2 separate regions of the Rattus norvegicus genome follow, and region 2 is linked to region 1. The links are chromatin contacts, called in public Hi-C maps. All regions are on one chromosome and are shown on one strand. The core of a region is the stretch at or near the end of the contact, and the rest is flanking DNA. Distances in the headings are between cores, read along the strand shown.

Evidence for each region. Hi-C and Micro-C count contacts between places; a contact is called where the count stands out from the background.
Region 2: a Hi-C map of the A7r5 cell line shows a contact between it and region 1, with 2.4 times the contacts expected there. The contact joins the enhancer-like site here to the promoter of Fn1 in region 1. A contact is called at or near these places in 2 of 12 Hi-C or Micro-C datasets (the A7r5 cell line and hepatocytes).

The regions. Positions count from the first base shown.
Region 1 is chr9:80,712,773-80,715,472 of GRCr8, forward strand. Fn1 (fibronectin 1) reads right to left here and starts at 1,365. Exons shown (of 46, transcript NM_019143.2): 1 at 1,006-1,365. The coding sequence starts at 1,156.
Region 2 is chr9:81,077,524-81,080,275 of GRCr8, forward strand. No RefSeq gene overlaps it. Among named protein-coding and RNA genes, the nearest start is that of Mreg, 210 kb to the right of the region's middle. Within about 2 kb of position 1,283, at least 28 of the 93 cell types and tissues checked have an H3K27ac peak or open chromatin away from gene starts, as enhancers often do. A contact at or near this core is called in the A7r5 cell line, where this site is marked.

The DNA.
Region 1 (2,700 bases), core at 115-2,614:
TTAAAAAGCAATATTTCCCTAAAATTTTGATGTGGGAGCTAGCTAGTCAAAGATTTAAGCATTGTCTATGCAGATGGACGTTTAGGGTTTTTTTTTTTTTTTCTTATCTTTTAACATGGTTAAAAGTTATACAATGACGTCATGTCCATCTGGTCAGGGGAACTACATCAGCAGAATGGAAACATTCTGAGAGGCAAAAAAGTAGAAAATACTTTTAAATCATGAAAGGCTTCAATCTTAACAGCAACAACATCAAATAAGACAAGAAAGGAAACTTTTAAGTTGGGTGTCCTGGTGACTATGCCAGTAAACCCCAGCTCTGTAGAAGCTGAGGCAAGAGAATTGCTCCAAGTTGAACACAAGCCTGGAGAACATCAGGCTAGCTTTGGCTACAGTGTGAGATCATCTCCAAAAGAAAAAGAGAGAAAAAAAAAAAAAAAGGAGGGAGAACTTTTAAAGGAAGAGTGGGTCTCTGAAAATCTGGAAGAGAAACGCATATCCCTGCTCTTAATGAAGAATCCTTTTGGGGGAGCCCTGAGGTATCCCCCAAAGCACTGAGCTAACAACATCTCTTTCCAGTTGGTAAGAAACTACCTATTTAGATACTTTTCTTCCTCCCCATTTATTAAATATTTAACCAACTATTTACTAATAAGGAAAATAAGGATCGGGGAACTACACTAATCTCAGATGTAAAATTTTTAAGTTCATGTTTCTTTTCTCTTTCACAAGTTTGGGTTCCCGGAAGGGCGAACTGAAGGTGTGGAATTTGTTAGCGCACTTGACGGGAAGGACAGATGGTCCCTGCCTCCACTGTACCCGCAACCAGCCTGCTCAAACATAAGCCCTTTTGTGTCCACAGCTGGTTTCCTTCAATAAAGCGCGCACTCACATACGTTCGCACAGCCACGCACGCGCGCAAAACTTTAGCCACAACTTCTGCGGGAGCCGAGGACCAACCCATCCCTGGTGCCGGCCGGTTTCAGCCAGACTGTCGGTACTCACGCTTGCTCTGACTGACAGCCACCGGGGACGGAGGCTGCACGATTTGCTGAGCCTGCCTCTTGCTCTTCCCGGTTTCGGTGCAGCGCACCGATGTCCCCAGGCACAGGACTGCTAGCAGCAGCAGCCGCCCGGGTCCCGGACCCCTGAGCATCTTGAGTGGATGGGAGGAGAGTCGCCCTCTCCAGGAGGCTAGTGGCCACGAAGTGTGGTTCCCCTCGCAGCCTGCAGGAAAAGTCCTGAGGTGGGGACGCCTGTAAGAAGATGGAAGGAGGACACGGGAGAGGACCAGAAGTTGTGGCCGCTGGCCCGGCTCACACCCTGGGCTCCTTTTCTTCCCCTGTGCAGTGCAGCGGGTGCGAGCGGCTGAGCCCCAAGAGCAGAGGCTTATATGGGACAGTCCCTTCCCGCCCCCCCACGAGGCCCTGCGCGCCGGGGAGGAGGGTCCCGTCCGACTCCCCCCGCCCCTCCTGCCGCCGCAGCCGCGGCCGACCGCGCGCCGATTGGCCCGGAGTCCGGGTGACGTCACGGGGTACGGTGGGTTCGCCCCGAACAAAAGAGATGCTGATCTCCCGCCAGGTCTGGGACTGGAGAACTTCCCCCCCCCCTTTGGTTTCCTTTGCGGTCGTCAAACTTTTGGGAGGAGGATTGGGGGTAGGGATGGGAAACGGCTGTAAAGTGAAGTAGACTCGGAGGAAAGGGAGGGAGGGGCTGGAGCCGACTGAAGCCTGGGGGTAGGGGACAGGTTTACCCCCTCGTCTCTTTCCTTTTTTTTTTTTTTTTTAAATTGGTGACCGTGGTGGTGTTTGAGAACATTGCGTCACCTCTGAGAAAAGTCTGTGCTCACCGGGGTGTATTTTGTGGGAAGGGAAAAAGTCGTTAAGTGGCCACTACCTTGTCCCTGTAGGAATCCAGACTTCACTTTTGCAGCCCCGGGGCAGGGCGGCTCTTCCTGGTGCTTTTCCTGGGTCCCGGGCGCCGCCTATTCGGTGTTAGGTAGGCTTAGACCCCGGTTTCTCCATGCAGTACCTGCTTGGTTTCGAGGGAGAGCCCCGGAGAGGGTGAGCGCGTGTCAAAGGTGACCCCTTCCCTGAGCTTCTACAGCCCGGGGTTGTGCACGGCGCCCTGAAGATTCCGGGCAAACTCACAAGACCAAGTCTCTCTGCAAAGATGAAGCAACAGAAAGTTTCCTTTCTAAGTCATGAAACAAAGTTTTCCTTTCCTGGGATTGGGGTGCCCGTTTCTTTTAGAAGGCCTGTGGTGAACAGCTTGAGAGGGGGGAAATTTGAACTGGCTGATGAAGTTGGGGAGAGCGGGTAGCTTTAGGTCCACGCCACGTTCACTGGGCCATTTGCACTCAAAGCAGAGACCTAGGTGGCCTCTGAAAGAGAGCTGGGGTGGGGATGGGTACAAAGACTATGTCTTGCCTTCCTCCAGCCTTCCCCGGAATTCCCTTGCATGTATCTGGGCGTTTATTTTTTTTCAGATTTCACAGTCATGGCAGAATTCCACTATCCACCCCCTCCCTCGCCGCCAGATTTTTTAGATTTCAATTGTTATCTGCTCCAAGAATGTATAAAGTTCCACTGAAAAGTCTCCGGAAATTCTCCGGACTTTCTACACTACTGAGATTGGAGCGGGGATAGGAGACGTCCCCCTGAAGCTCACAGCTCTAACACGTTGGTCTTTTTTTTTTTT
Region 2 (2,752 bases), core at 33-2,532, 360 kb after region 1:
AAATTGTGTATTGCAAAAGAGAAAGAAGGGCATTGATAACACACACACATATAAACACACATATGCACACATACACACATATATGAATATATATACACACATATATACATATATAAACACATACACATATAAACACACATATGCACACATATACACATATATGAACATATATACACACATATATACATATATAAACACATACACATATAAACACACATATGCACACATACACACATATATGAACATATATACACATATACATATATAAACACACATATGCATGCATACACACATATATGAACATATATACACACATATACATATATAAACACATATAAACACACATATGCATGCATACACACATATATGAACATATATACACACATATACATATATAAACACATATAAACACACATATGCACACATACACACATATATGAACATATATACACACATATACATATATAAACACATACACATATAAACACACATATGCATGCATACACACATATATGAACATATATACACACATATATACATCTATAAACACACACACACACACACGAAAGACATACTAGATATTGAGAAAACAGATCCTGGGTTCAGACTCCATCCTAGAGAACCTGACCTAAGGTTGAACTCTCTAGCACCAGTTTCCAGGTTACTCCCCAACAAACCTGTGCCTCTAGGTTATAAGCCCACCACCGGCACTTCTCTTCCTAACAACCACCAATCAGGAGGAAAGCAGAAATAAAGTTTATGGTTTGGCTCCCAACACCAGCCAATTATTTTAAAGAGCAACAAAATTCTGTAATAGCCACCCCCCTTCAGATGTGTGCCAGGCTAGAAACCCCCTTGCTTGCTTCCCATTTCCTGTAAAATCTTGTCCCACTCAAAGCTCGGGGCTTCGCCCTCCCGTCCTGCTGCATCAGAGATGGCAGTGCGGCCCAAGCTCAACCTTAAATAAAAAGACCCTAGTTCAGTTGCATCAGAATTGGCTCCTTGGTGGTCTTTTGGGGTTCGAGAATGCTTAATAACGATATCTAGATAGCAGGACATTATAAAATGGACTCTCGGCCGTGAGAAAGCGTGAGGCTGCCAACCCATTCTTCTGTTGGGAAGAATGCCACAGGAAAAAGAGCACGTGGCTTTGCCTGCATGCTCCCTGAGAAGGCCCAGCTGTCTTCTGGAAAGCAAAATGCAGCCTCGGAGAGAGCTGAGCCTCTCTGGCTGATTGAAAAAACATGTACAGTCTGAGAGTAAACACCGGGCTAAGAACGTCTTGCTGTGCACTGTGTGGACAGCAGGCTCCGCTGAGCCCTTAATACGCAGCCATTATCCACAGTGCTGACTCATGCTCCTGAACTCCACAGATGTCTTCCTTTTTAAAGACTCTTTTAGAAGCCTCTCCGTCTCTCTCGTGGGTGGCTGGTGTGGACTTTGAAAGGAAAACCCCAAGAGACTTTCAGGGGGGACACCCAATAGGAGCCCCCCCAGAAAGGATGTGCATCCCAAGACATTCCGGAAACAGCTTGGCAGTTCACGATCTAGCCTGAAGGGTGACACGCTGTTTACTTCTGTCCCGTCCTATTGATTGACGCAGTCACGAAGGCATGCTCAGGGTCGAAGGGGTGAGGGGTTGAAATCCTACTCCTCAGTGGGAGGGATAAAGATCCTCTCTTAAAACCAGAACACTGGGCCTGGCGAGAAGGCCCAGTAGGTAAGGGTGCTAACTGCCAAGCACAGCAAGCTGCACTCCCTCTCCAGAGCTGAAGTGGAAGGAGAGAATCAACTGGGGAAAGTTGTCGTCTGACCCCCGAGCGCCCACTGCAGCACGTGCATACCTACACAGAGACACACGGACGGAATGGATGAAATGGTCTTCAAAAAACAGATCGAATGATAACAAAAACAAAAACCACGGGCATCGCGTTCTCCTTCGAGCGGAGGTTCCAATGTTTACACTGTTTTTTCTGCAGACACCAGCTTGCGAGGAAGAGGGACGAGCTAAGGGACTCCGAAACATCAACCCTGGCAATCCTGAGCTAATGAGCCAATCAGAAAACTATTAAAACCTCCAGACTTTTGATGATGTGAGGAAAAACCAACTCTCATTTATTTGAGACATTCTCGAGTTCTTCTATTGCTTATAGCAAAATAGTTTCCAGCCAGCGCACCGCCTCCGCTGAAAGGCATGGTAGGTGCAGGGCGCCATCAACGGACCTGCATCCGGAGGAAGCCAGACACAGGGAATTAAGAAAGCTGTGTGAAGGCATTTTGGACTTTTATTATAGCTTCTGAGGTCTCATCAACGCTGGCTAAGCCTCAGAGAATTTCAAAGCAAAGCATATTTGTAGCTAACTGACATAAATTTGGGGTATAAAACTGACATGAAAAATGCATTATCCTTAAAAATTGGTAGAGCACTTAATGACTACAAAGCACTTCCTGGTCTTCAGCCCCGTAATTGGAGTATATGATTTACACTCTCGTTTCCACTCAGTGTCAACCAACCACAATGTACAAAATGAAGACATTTGTCTCATCCAAAAAATTATACCCTTAGAAAACAAAGCCCGGACGAAGCATCAGGGATTCGGAGAGAAAGAGGGAATGTCAAGTGCTCCTCCAAAAGGCAAGTTGAGGAAAAGCTCAAAACCAATGAACTCCTCCCTCCTCTGACACAAGGACCCATCCCAGCTTTATACCGGAATAGGGAAACTGAGAAAGAAGACCTCATAGCCCCCGGCCA